2 separate regions of the Macaca mulatta genome follow, and region 1 is linked to region 2. The links are chromatin contacts, called in public Hi-C maps. All regions are on one chromosome and are shown on one strand. The core of a region is the stretch at or near the end of the contact, and the rest is flanking DNA. Distances in the headings are between cores, read along the strand shown. Region 1 has its middle 33 kb from the start of NFASC. Region 2 has its middle 55 kb from the start of MDM4.

Region 1 (6,884 bases), core at 2,879-5,378, 230 kb after region 2:
AATTCTGGGCATAGTCTGGGTGTTTCAGCCAGGCCCCTCTCAAGAGAAGTTCAAGGTTGAACCCAACCTGCTGGACCACAGGGAGTCTCCTAATCCCAGCCACACATTCGCCAGAGCAGGTGCCACGAGCCCAGAGACAAGTCACTATGGGAAGGCGGATGTCAGGGCAGCTGAGCCCTGAGAGTCTTGATAATGAAAAGCTCCCCACCAATACTACCACTGGTCCTGCTTCCCTTTTTGAATTGGATGCTAAGGAGCCTAGAGCTGAATTTACAGCCCATCTTTAGCAAGCACGTAATACTTCACTTCATACATTTGGTGTGGAAACCTCCATCTACAATTCCTGCTGTTATTTTCCCTTTGTCTCATTTCCTCTCACTTGTTTTAATGTACTTTACGCTGCCTTAAATCCATTTTGGAACAAGGTGGGGAATAAATAAATACATCCTATCTGTATTTAAACAGCTTTCCATTGTATATGTATATATTCTTGTGTATCTCTTTTCTAAAAATTACTGCCTGCTGATGCCTGCAAATGGCTGTGTTTGTGTGTGCTAATTGTGTAACTGACTGGATTTAAAATTGAGAGCTTTGATGAGCACCCAGGAAGCAAGGAAACAGGGTGTTTTCATTTTCAGTATAAAAGGGAGGGTTTGGCCCGGGTGTCTGCCTTAGAAATAGTCAGTTTAAGGCAAAGGTTCTCAACTGGGGCCAGTTTTCCCTCCCAGGGGACTTTTGGCAATCCCTGGAGGCATTTTTGGTTGTCACAACTTAGAGGGGAGGCATCCGGCATTGCTACTGGCATCTAGTCGGTAGAGGCCAGGGATGCTGCTAAACATTCTACAACGCACAGGACAGGCCCCACAGCCACGAGGCACCCGGGCTAAAACGTCAATAGTGATGAGGCTGAGAAACCCTGACTTCAAGGTAGATGAGTTCTAGAAGGAAGAAGGAGCAGAGGCTTGCGGGTACCAAGGCTGCTCTGGAAACCCTCAGGGCAGCCTTCCTGAACCAGGCCAGGAAGAGAAAATAGCGGAGAGGGCCCCAGCTCCTCAGTTACCAGGAGAACCCAGACTCTCTTACTGGGCCATGGGAGAAGCAAGAACAACTCAGGAATGAAACAGATTCCTCAGGTGTCCAGGAGGAGTTAGACTTTTGTTGTCTGGGAAGGGGGAGCCTTTCATCTGACACCAGATAGTGTTTATTTTTATTTTATTACTATTTTCTAAGGCAGGGTCTCACTCTGTCATCCAGGCCACAGTACAGTGGTGCAATGTAGGCTTACTGCAGCCTCGACCTCTGAGGACCATCTGCTACACTCAGTCCACCAATTCAAATGATCATCTCTCTGGGGCCCAAGGGATCCTCCCACCTCAGCCTCCCGAGTAGCTGAGAGCACAAGTGTGCACTGCCATGCATGGCTAATTTATTTATTTATTTTTGTAGAGATAAGGGTTTTCCTATGTTGCCCAGGCTAGTCTTGAACTCCTGGGCTGAAGCGATTCTCCTGCCTTGGCTCCCCAGTGTGCTGGGATGAAGGTGTGAGCCGCTGCACTTGACCTCAGCAGCAGATGTCTTCTAGTTGCCCCCGCACCTTCCTCCACTGGGATCTCTGCCTCAAGAAACTTCCAGCTTTGTTCAGCCCCAGCAGAGGATGAGAAGGCAAAGAAGACTGAAGAAGAGGCATTGATTTCCTGTCCCCTCTCCGTAGGGCTGCCTCAGGTCAGCTGAATCCCTCCACTGAAGTCACAGCTCCTCTCAAGGGGTCCCTCTCCATAATCATGTTTCCTTACAGGCTCTGGTAGTGACTTAATGTCGTCTTCTTCCGTCCTTCTAGGTTAGGGATGGTCACAGTCCCCATTTGACTAGTGCTGCCATATTATGCCATGTCTCGTGGTTTCCCCATACCCTGCTGTGTTAGGGTTCTCCAGAGAAACAGAACCAACAGGAGGCAGACAGATAGATAGACAGATAGATAGATAGATAGATAGATAGATAGATAGATAGATAATTAGATAGATATGATACATTATTACATAGATGATATAGATAGACATATAATTAGGTAGATAGATGATAGATACACAGATGGACAGACAGATTATACAGCTATTAGGTAGATAGATTATAGAAAGATAAATAGATTACATAGATGATAAATAGATGATAGATTGATAGATAGATGGATGATAGATGATAGATAGATAGATAGATAGATAGATAGATAGATAGATAGATAGAGATAATGATATGGTTTGTCTGTGTCCCCACCCTAATCTCATCTTGAATTGTAGCTCCCATAATCCCCATATGGCATGGGAGGCACCCAGTGGGAGGTAATTGAATCATGGGAGTGGGTTTTTCTCAAGCTGTTCTTGTTATAGTTAATAAGTGTCATGAGATCTGATGGTTTATAAAGGGTAGTTCCTTGCACACACTCTCTTGCCTGCCACCACGTAAGATGTGCCTTTTCTCCTCCTTTGCCTTCCACCATGATTTGAGGCCTCTCCAGCCATGTGGAACTGTAAGTCCATTAAATCTCTTTTTCTTTATAAATTACCCAGTGTCAGGTATTTCTTCATAGCAGTATGAAAATGGACATAGATAGATAGATAGATAGATAGATAGATAGATAGATAGATAGATAGATACAGACAGACAGACAATAGATAAATGATAGATGATGATGATAGATAGATGATGACGATAGATAGATAGATAGATAGATAGATAGAGATAAATAGATAATAGATAGATAATATATATACAAATATTGGTTTACACAATTATGGGGGCCGAGAAGCTCTAGTGTCTGCTATGTACAAACTGGAGACCCAGGAAAGCCTGAAGTAGTGTGAAGGCCTGGGAAGTGGAGGGCCTGATGATGTAGATTCCAGTCCAAGTATGAAGATCTGAGAACCAGAAGTGCCAAGGGCAGTAGAAGATCGATGTCCCAGCTCAAGCTGTAAGGCAAAAATGACTTCAGCCTTCCTCCATGTTAGTATTCCACTCAGGCCCTCTGTGGATTGGATGGGCCCACCCACACGAGGGAAGACCATCTGCTACACTCAGTCCACCAATTCAAATGCTAATTTCTCCTGGAAACAACCTCATAGACACACCCAGAAATCATGCTTAACTAGATCACTGGGCATCCCATGATCCAGTCAAACGGACACATAAAATTAACCATCACACCTGCCTATACCTCATAAATAGTCCCTTTATTAAACTTTCCTCAAATTCTCCTAATTTGAGTGTGCCATCTGTTTCCTTCAGGGATCTTAGATGACACACATTCATTCATTCGTTTATCAAATGTTCATTGAACGCCTCCTGTGTGTTTAGACACTGTTTAGGTGTTTCGGCTACACAGATAAACAAAATAAACCTCCCTGCTCACTGTCCCCTCACCTTCTAGACAGCACAGAGTAGCGCCTCAGTCTGCCTTGCTTCTGGTTGGACAGTGTCACTGTACCTGCCCCAGCTCCGGGCCTGCAGAGTGTATGGCCTGAGTGAGGGCTGCTCTTAGGCCAGCTGGGCAGCATTCAGAGTTGATGGGCCCAGGGCAGCAAGCAGCAGGCCATAGCCCTGACCTTCACGGCTCTGCCAGCAGCCAGCTCTGCACCCTTGAGTAAGCCACTTGGCCTCTTCGGTTTTCATTTTCCTTGTTTCCAAGGTGAGTGACTGCACTAGAAAACCGATTTACAGATTTCCTGTATTTGGAATGAGAATTTCCTGGTCTGAGTTGTGCCCAAATCTTGGGTTGGGGGCGGCAGAAGCAGGCATTCTGTGCCAGCTATATACATCCTAAACATTCCAGAAGGAGCCTTGGTGAGGGTGAGAGAAGGCTGAGATTTCCAGGTCCTGCTGTTGGCTGCCAGAGCTAGGGACCCTGCTTACCTTCTGGGGTACAGAGGTAGGGCAAGCTCCTCTGGGTCTTCTGAGGACCCCTGACTCCCTCACCCCTGCCATGCCAACCACTCCTTTCTCTCAGGGCTCTATCTGTTCTTCTAGATCCAGGTACTGCAGGCCAGGAAACTGCCGGGGTGCAGGAAAGACAGTCCCTGGTCCCCTCAGCAGACCCAGGGTGGCCTTGCTGGTGCCAGCTGGCAGGCCCAAGCAGCTTAGGCAAACATATGCACAAAGCTTTCTGGATGCTACCAGCCAGCAGGGCCTGCCAGAGGCAAATGGTCTCCCCTGCCTTATGGTAGTGTTGCATCCAGCCATCTCAGACTTGCAGGCATCTCTTCTGCTCTGATAGACCTTCAGGGCCAGACCCCAGCAACCTCATTTTAGAAAGCCAGTAGAGATTGAAGAACGGGTAACTGGGCCACCAGCAGTGAGCAGTGATCCATGCTGGGAATGAGTAAGCAAACATTTGGTGAGTTCCCTGCCAGCCACTCCTTTCATTATGCCAGGCACCTTCATAGACAGCATCTCACTTAACCCCACAACTCCTTGGTGAGGTGGGTAATCATACAGCCCTTTATGGATAAAGACACTGATCTTAGAGAGGAAAGTGACTTTCCCAAGGTCACACAGCCAGCAAATGGAAGAGCAAGGATTTGAACCCAGGACACTGGGCTCTAAACCCTGAGAGCTTCCCATTATACCATATGTATCTCACTGTGCAGAGACAACGCTCTGCTCCCCAACCCCAGCTCCACCCTGCTGCAGGATCTGGTCCCTAACCTGACTCCTTGGTCCCATGGGAAATGGGAAGATTAAAATGGGAGCTGCTGCTTTTCAGCATCTAATCTATCAGGACTCTCTAGGCTCTCAAGGGCCTTCTAGCCAGTCAGTTCAAGAGATGGGGGCCCCTTCAGGAGAGCAACACCCCTGAGGCCTGCTCCTTGACACATAGCCTTCTGGCTAGGGCCCACCCCATCTAATTCTGGGAAGGTAGATGGTCAGGTCCTGTGGGCATCTTCTCCTGACATCTTCTAGTGAAGACAGAAGGACAACAGGGGCACTGGCCCAGGGTCTAATCAATCTCCTATCAGCCTTGCCTCAGCCTGGGCTGTGGCTGTAGCAGGTGAATTTTGCTAACCCATCAATCAGGGACAAGACTACTTTCTCCTTTTGAGTCTGCAAGAGCCCAAAGGCTGAAAATGCTCTTTTCTTTCCATCTAACTTTTCTAGGCTAGGATGGAAGATTCCCTCCTTCCTTTCTTCCCCCTCTCTCTCTCTTCCTTTGTTCATATTTTATCTCTCATCCATATCGTAACCCCCACTCCCCAGGACAGACTTAGTTATCAACTTCCCTTTTGCTCCCAAGAACCCAGTGCATTCTTTATCATGGCCTTATCACCTGGTGTTATAATTGCAACTTATTGTCTGTCTCCTCCAGCCTCTGAGCTCATAGCTCTGCCCTGGCCCAATGCCTGGCAGAGTAAGGGTCCCATACAAAGGGCCGTTGGGAGACCCCAGTGCCTCTGTTTGCTTCTGTCCACTGGTATTATGAACTGACTGCTCTGTGCCTGGCTCTGGGCTTGGTACTAGAAGAGGAGGGAGGAACCAGAAGACTGGTCTCTGCCTTTGAGGCTTATGGACTACACATCAAGCCCCTCCTACTACCATCAGGAAGGACTTGTACAGTAATCTAAAAAATATCATTTAGCCTTGCAGAAGGAAGAGATCAGTGAGGACAGAAGTTGTTAGAGAAGGCTTTAAGGAAAAGGTGGAATCCTGAAGAATGTGGGAAGTTGGATCAGTGACGAGGTGGAAAGGAGAGGGCGCAGTCAGGGCAGGGTAAATGGAAGAGACTGGTCTGGCCAGGTCAGACTCAGCTCTGGGGAGAGGTGGGAGAGGATGTAAGATAGGTTCCTGTTTAGTCCCTGCGTGTCAAGCACCTACTATGTGCGGCACACTAATTGAGGTGCCTCACATACAGGCTCTCACCTACTCCTGATAGGCCTATGGGGAAGGCAGAGCAGGTAGATAGCAGGGGATGTAGAAGCTCTGAGCGGTTTAGCAAACTGTTCAAGGTCAAAAGACAGAGGCACAAAGTCAAAATCTAAACCAAGGCCTTCTGGTTTTGTGGTACTGGACTGCCTTACTCCATTCAGGCTACTATAACAAGCTACCATAGACCTGGTGGCTTCTCAACCACAGAAATGTATTTCTCACTCTTCTGCATACTGGGAAGTCCAGGATGAAGGTGGTGCTGGATTTGACGTCTGGTGATGCCTGCTTCCTGGTTCACAGATGGCCATCTTCCTACTGTAACCTCACTTGGTGGAAGGGGTGAGGAACCTTCCCAGGGTCTCTTTCATAAGAGACCTATCCATGAAGACTGTGCCCTCATGACCCAATCACCTGCCAAAGACCCCACCTCCTAATACCCTCACATTGGGGGTTAGGATTTCTTCATTCGCTTTATGAGAGACACGAACATTCACTGTACAGCATGATGCTCAGTGGATGATGGCAGTGGTAGAACAGGAGCTGGACATTCATGCATTCATTCAACAAGTATTTCTTGAATACCTAATAGCTGAGTGCTGGGGCTATGCCAGTGAACAAGACAGGTACAGTGGTGCCTGTGTGGTGCCTGCAGTCTAGCAAGGAGGCGGACTTCAGATTTCAAGAATTATAAAAATATGTATATGGATGTAATTTAAATATGTATTTTTTGTAAACATAAAGTTTGTTTTAAAAATAAGACGCATAGGCTGGGTGCGGCGGCTCAAGCCTGTAATCCCAGCACTTTGGGAGGCCGAGACGGGCAGATCATGAAGTCAGGAGATCGAGACCATCCTGGCTAACACGGTGAAACCCCATCTCTACTAAAAAATACAAAAAACTAGCCAGGCGTGGTGGCGGGCGCCTGTAGTCCCGCCTACTCGGGAGGCTGAGGCAGGAGAATGGTGTGAACCTGG
Region 2 (7,097 bases), core at 3,734-6,233:
AGGGAGCATAGCTGCACCTATGCTGCGATGGACAGAGAAACAAGCCTTTGTTAATGCAAGCTACTGAGATTTGGGGGTTTGTTACCACAGTGTAATTTGGCGTAAGCTGACTGGCATACGGTAGAGCATCCCAGATGAGGGCAAGGCCCCGGGGTCTAGCAGAGTGAGTGGCTGGAGTATGTGAAGGTGAAATTCTTGGATGGGAAGTGGTTAAGGTCCCACGAGGCCTTGGATGGGTATTGGATGGGTCATTCACATGATGTTATCACCCAGGAAACTGGTCGGAGGTAAGAACGCAAAGTCTGTAATGAACAAGGGAAAGTGGGAGCAAGGTCAGCAGATGACAGCAGTAAAGGAGGAGTAAAGGGAAGTATAGATCTAAATATATATATGTATACACATATATATGTGTGTGTGTGTGTGTGTGTGTGTATATATATGCAGAGATTTGGAAGTGTGGAAGAATAGGGGTCTGAGTGCAGTATTGGGGAGGCCCCATACCCTATCCTGAAAGCACATGAGGTATGGGAAAGTGACCGCCAAGATCCTTTGGAGGGAAAGCCAGCTATCTTTTAAGGCAAAGAAGAGGAGGAAAGAAGAGTTTGCAGATGTAGGCAGGAAGTTGTTTACTATGAAACTATGAAACAGAAAGATAGGTCGGGTGCGGTGGCTCACGCCTGTAATCCCAGTACTTTGGGAGGCTGGAGGTGGGCGGATTGCCTGAGGTCGGAAGTTTGAGACCAGCCTGGCCAACATGGTGAAACCCTGTCTCTACAAAAAATACAAAAATTAGCTGGGCGTGGTGGTGGGCATCTGTAATCTTAGCCACTCAGGAGGCTGAGACTGGAGAATCACTTGAACCCAGGAGGCTGAGGTTGCAGTGAGCAGAAATTGAGACACTGCACTCCAGCCTGGGCGACAAGAGCAAAACTCTGTCTCAAAAAGAAAAAAAAAGAAAAGAAACAGAATGATGGCGTAGTAGTTCATAACTTTTTTTGGAGTCGAGAGTTGACTGCTCTGAGAACTTGTCTCCAGAAAAAGGGCATGTACTTATGCAAAATGTTACATGCAAATTCAAAAAACATTTAGACTTTCTAGAACCATCTGTGGACCCTAGATTAAGAACCCTGATCTAGAACAGTGACTGTCAAACTTGAGCAAACAGTTTGACAGGTCTGACGGTGTTTGACAGGTTGTAGGGCCTCACCCAGAGGTTCTAGTAGAGTAGGTCTGCGTGAGGTCCAATCATTTGCATTTCTATCAAGTTCCCAGGTGATGCTGATGTTTCTGGCCTAGAAACCACATTCTGAGAACCACTGCTGAAGTCTAAGGCTAAGGGGGAAAGGTTTGGGGAGAGGAAGAGGAACAGTGGGAAATGGTTAGGGGCAAGATTATGAAAGCATCATGGGCACGAGAATGGATTTTGGGTTTGTTTTACTAGACTCAGAATTTAGGCAGATACTCCAATATTTCTGACACATACATACACAGAAAACCTTGCAGGACTGGAGAAAAGGGAGAGGTGAGTGAGCACTTATTTTAAGTTTAGGGCAAGGAGTGCAAAAAATATATTTTATGGCCTTAAAGATCATTTTCTTGAACACCCTTACTTTACAATGACAGAAGTGATATCAAGTATTATATGGCCAATTCACACCTTTGGTCTGGTAACCAGCTTTTGCCCCCTCTCATTCTAGGGCTTGTTCCCCTTCATCATTAACCTCTAAGAGAATCACTAGTGGGAAATAAGCTATGCTTTTGATTCAAGGTAAAGAGACTCAAACTTTCCAGTGCCCTAAACTGGGAAATCTTAAACTCCAGCAAAGTACAATGCTCAAAACTGGGTAAAGCTGCTACCTTCATAGGGGATACATTTTGGAGAAAATTGCATCTACTTTCTTCTTTGTCTTTTCTTTTTGTGTGAGTGTGAGTGTGCATGACAGTTTGTCTATGTTTGAAAAACTGACCATCAGCATTCCTGAAATTGTTGGCACTGAATGAGGATTGCCAGTTAGCTGCCCGCTGGGTGACCTTAGGTAGTTCACCTCATGTCTCTAAGCCTCAGTTTCCTAATCTGTGAAACAGTCTGATGGACCAGTGAGAAAGCACCTGTGAGGTGCTTATCACCTGGTACTGCCTCCTCTTGTTGGTACCTCAGAGCTGGGAGATTGCAGTGTCTGAACACAAATGACCAATTAAATTTCGGGTCTATACCTCACAGACGTAACCTTTATCCCCCACCAGAGGGCACCAGTAACCTATAAAAATCTAGGGAGACGGGTGGGCCCTCTGCCCTTAACATCGTTGAATCTGCTTGAGGATAACTCCCTTAAGTCTATTGAAATATTCTTACCCCTGGTGTTTTGAAAAATCATTTGAAAAATACCTCTCACACCCAGAAGGAAAATATGGAGTAGAAGGGTAGAGTAAATGGTGCTGTAACTCTCCATCAGCCACCAAGAGAGTTCTATTTCCATTTTGTATTTTGTCCATTTTTACCATTCAGTCTCTATCTTGAGACTATCTGTAACCTAGTTACAAATTATTCTCTCAGTAATAACCTATTGCAGTTCCCTTCTTCCTGGTTTATTCAAATGAACTGAACTGCTATTTTTTTTTTCCCCCTTTGATGTACAGCCTCCTGCCTTCTACCCCTATTGTGCCAGCCTTCCTTCCAGCAGGCAGTAGGGAGAGGGATCTATTTCTGAGCCTCTGTAGAGCCTCAGAAACTGTTTCCCTGAATCCCTTTGTGGTGAGAGCCTAGTGGTTAACAGGTACCCATCACAAAAGGCTGTATTCTGGAAGAAAACTCTTTCCCCATCTAAGGAAGGGGAAAGACTAGGAGAAGTTGAGGCTACCCACCACTACCTCCCTGAAAACATTACAGACTTCAGGGACACAATGATAACCAATGTGTATCTGTGTCCTGTATACACATATGGTTTGTTCTTTGTCTTTGTTCTTTAATTTGCTGGGGAAGGAAATACAGCCTCAGGTCAGCTTTCACCATTGTACCTGGGAATGCTGACCCAGACAACAAAAGCCAGCAAGAATATTGACTAGAAAAAGGGTATTGGCCAGGCGCAGTGGCTCACGCCTGTAATTCCAGCACTTTGGGAGGCTGAGGCAGACGGATCACCTGAGGTCAGGAGTTTGAGATCAGACTGGCCAACATGAATTTGTACTAAAAATACAAAAAACTAGCCAGGCGTGGTGGTGTGTGCCTGTAGTCCCAGCTACTCGAGAGGCTGAGGCAGGAGAATCGCTTGAAACCAGGAGACAGAGGTTGTAGTGAGCTGAGATCATGGCGCTGCACTCCAGCTTGGGTGACAGAGTGAGACCCTGCCTCAAAAAAAAAAAAAAGGGTATGCTGTTTGTCTCATTAGGAACACAGAACCATGGAATACTGGGGATGACCAGGACTCCGGAAATCTAATACAACCCTTCATTGTTCAGAGAGGAGAAACATGACCAGGGTCATGTGGTTTGTGAATGGCAGAGTAGCTCTTCCAACTCGAACTAGAATTCAGGTCTGTGGGCAGACACACCAGTTCCTGTCTCACCATTCCATTTCTGAATCAGCCATCATTGCTAGCATTTATTGTATCCTTAGTATGTGTCAAGTATCTATTCTTTAAATCTCACACAATCCTCACAACTCTATGAAAGAAATGAATTGGTATAAGAATGAAATATGTTATTCTCATTTTACATAGGCATACAGAAAAATGATGTAGGACAAAATTAGCTAGCATTCAATTTAAATCAGTATTTTCCCATGAGGATTAGCAGCATTTTGAATGGAATAAGATTTTAGTTTGTCTTTTTAATGGGACTACTCCTAGCATAGCATGATATTTAGCATTTTTGGACCCCAAGCACTAATTGCCCCAGCCATTATGATAATACAGAAAATTCCCAAAAGTCCCTAAAGGTAGACTATTCTGTTGCTGGTTGAGCAACACCGATTTTTTTTTTTTTTAAAGACAGGGTCTCACTCTGTCACCAGGCTGGAGTGCAGTGGCATGATCTCGGCTCACTGCAGCCTCGACCTCCCAGATTCAAGCAATCCTCCCACCTCAGCCTCCCGAGTAGCTGGGATGATAGCTATGCACCACCATGCCCAGATGATTTTTGTATTTTTTGTAGAGACATGGTTTCCCTATGTTGCCCAGGTTGGTCTCGAACTCCTGGGCTCAAGCCATCCACCTATCTCAGCCTCCCAGAGTGCTGGGATTACAGGCGTGAGCCACCATGCCCAGCTAAGCACTACTGACTTAAATGCATGGGCACAAGCAGAGGAGTAGTTAACAAAGTTGCTTTGCTAGTTTGGTTATTTTTATATCAATAAAGGCCACGAGATGGAAATAGGAGCAGGACAAAGGAAGGAAATCCGTTGGGGTAAGCATGGCTCTGGAAGGGAAGAGGTTAAGTTATAAAGGAAGGGAATGAACCATAGGCCAAGGAGGATCCTGGTACATGGTCACTGGTAAAACTTGGAGCATGAACAAGGTCTGGTCTCACAAACTTATAAGCTATAGAGACCAGTGGGATCTCAGAGGAGAGCTGCTGGGATGGGGACAGTAGGGAGTGCAGGGGATGATGGTAAACTGGAAATCCATGCCCATAACAAGGGGACAACCAACACCCAACTCCAGCCAGGTCTTTTCGATGGTAGTGTGAGTCATTGTTGCCAGCCTTTCCAATATACCAAGAAAATCCACAAAGCTAGATTTTTCTAGGAAATCTCTCTGTTGTAAATATTGGATCAAAAGAAAAGTTTTAAAACACTAGGTAGACCCAGAGAAAAATGCTTGCGGGTGAATTTGGGTAGTCTGACTCATGGGATCTCTGAGGGACCATTCTCATCTAAGGTGCCGTGGTACATAACCACTCTGCTGGTTGATGAAAAAGAGACAGGTTTCAGCTCACACAAGAGGGGATTTACCGCCAGTCTATGCTGGCAAACACCGGGCAGGCTGGGCAGAGAAGTAGTGAGCATTCCCTGGGGCATCGGGCTCTGCAGAGGCCAGGAGCTGTCACAGGAGCTAAAGCAGGGATTTCTGTGCCATCTCTGGTCCCTTCTGGATCTGAGATTCTGGAATTCTGGGGCTGTGATTCCTTGAAGGCAGAGACGGGAACAGGAAAACCCTAGACCCCAATCAATGCCTGTAGTGCTAACAGGCAATTGTTCCTGAGCTTGGTCCTATCATTCCCTCTGCTGTGTAGGCATGGAGAAAAGAAGTCTCTTGAGTCCCTCTCCCTAGAGGTCTTTGCCTTGGTTCATAATACTGACAGTTTACAAAATCAAGCTGCTTTTATTCTGTCTCAGCCAGTGAGTCCCTGACACAAACTGCAGAGCTAAACAAGCGATTTTCCAGCCCAGCTGTTCAGGCACACTCTGAGTTTAAATGCATTCTTCTTAAAAACCCACCAGGAACTGTATCATCCCCGTGCTTGTTTCCTCTCCTGTTAACCCAGCAGAAAGCAGGTACTACATACAGGGTAGCAGTGCTTAACATGCTGGTACTCGCAGATCCTCCACTGGACGCAACCCTCCTTCCCCTCTGGAGTGATGACGGATGCCCCACTTGTTTAGAATGAAACCCCAAACTCCAGTGTGTGTGTGCTCCCTGTTCTTTCCAGGTGGGGCCTGCCTGGGCTTCTCGCTGTCTGGTGGAGCAGCACTGTGCCTTTAAAAGCAGGGCCTTCGATCATTTCTGACTTTTAGCAGCAGATAGTCAAATGTGGGGGAGGTGACAGGGCTTTGCCAACCAAACCCCTGATGTGGACGAGTTGAAAACCCAGGCTGCAAAGGTTAATATTGTCACATGCTAGGAAATCTCTGCTTCAATTCACCAGATACTAGTTAGTCATTGGCTTGTGAAATCTGTAATCCCTCTCATTTCTGGCTTTGCTTACAACCCTGCACCCTGGGTGCTGGAGCAGGCTCTTTCGAAGGGAGATGGTGCCAAGCCCTGTTCCTGTCTTTCTTGGTGGGCATGCCAGCTTAGGCCAGGTTTATTGAGCTTCAGGATTGGATCTTCTTCATTATAGGCAGGGAGGACGGTGTAGGTAAAGCCTACTGACAAGTGCCTTAGACCCCTTGCACTGCCATAAAAAAATATCTTAGATTGGATAACTCATAAACATCTTTTTTTTTTTTTTTTTTTGTGACAGGGTTTCACTCTGTCGCCCATGCTGGAGTACAGTAGCACAATCTCCACTCACTGCAACCTCCGCTTCCCGGGCTCAAGCAATTCTCGTGCCTCAGCCTTCCAAGTAACTGGGATTACAGGCGCACACCATCACACCCAGCTAATTTTTGTATTTTTAGTAGAGACAGGGTTTCACCATATTGACCAGGCTGGTCTCAAACTCCTGACCTCAAGTGATCCACCCGCCTTGGCCTCCCAAAGTGCTGGGATTAGAGGCATGAACTACTGTGCCTGGCCATAAACATCTTTTTTTTTTTTTTGAGACAGAGTCTCACTATGTCACCTAGGCTAGAGGGCAATGGCATGATCTTGGCTCACTGCAATCTCTGCCTCCTAGGTTCAAGTGATTCTCCTGCCTCAGCCTCTCGAGTAGCTGGGATTATAGGCGTACACCACCACACCTGGCTAATTTTTGTATTTTTTGTAGAGATGGGGTTTTACCGGGTTGGCCAGCCTGGTCTTGAACTCCTGACCTCAGGCGATCCACCCTCCTCGGCCTCCCAAAGTGCTGGGATTACAGGCGTGAGTCACTGCACCCGGCCTCATAAATATCTTTATAAGATGTTTATTGCTCACAATTCTAGAGGCTGAGAAGTCCAAGATCAAGGTGCTGGCAGATTCGGTGTCTGGTGAGAGCCCCTTCTTTATGGGTGGTGTTCTCTATGTGTCCTCACATGGCAGAAGGGCAAACAGCCTTCCTCCAGCCTCTTTTATAAAGGCACTAGTCCCATTCATGCGGGCTCTGCCTTCATGATTTCATCATCTCCCAGAGTCCCCACCTCTTAATACTATCACCTTGGGAATTAAGTTTCAACGTATGAATTTTGGGGAGACACCAATATTCAGACCATAGCACAAGCCTTGCAGCACCATAGACAG

Evidence for each region. Hi-C and Micro-C count contacts between places; a contact is called where the count stands out from the background.
Region 1: a Hi-C map of fibroblasts shows a contact between it and region 2, with 4 times the contacts expected there. The contact joins two enhancer-like sites. A contact is called at or near these places in 9 of 14 Hi-C or Micro-C datasets (CD4 T cells, blood, cortical neurons and 5 more).

What each region holds. Positions count from the first base shown.
Region 1 is chr1:62,546,278-62,553,161 of T2T-MMU8v2.0, forward strand. No RefSeq gene overlaps it. Among named protein-coding and RNA genes, the nearest start is that of NFASC, 33 kb to the right of the region's middle. Within about 2 kb of position 4,129, at least 6 of the 40 cell types and tissues checked have an H3K27ac peak or open chromatin away from gene starts, as enhancers often do.
Region 2 is chr1:62,315,603-62,322,699 of T2T-MMU8v2.0, forward strand. No RefSeq gene overlaps it. Among named protein-coding and RNA genes, the nearest start is that of MDM4, 55 kb to the left of the region's middle. Within about 2 kb of position 4,984, at least 4 of the 40 cell types and tissues checked have an H3K27ac peak or open chromatin away from gene starts, as enhancers often do.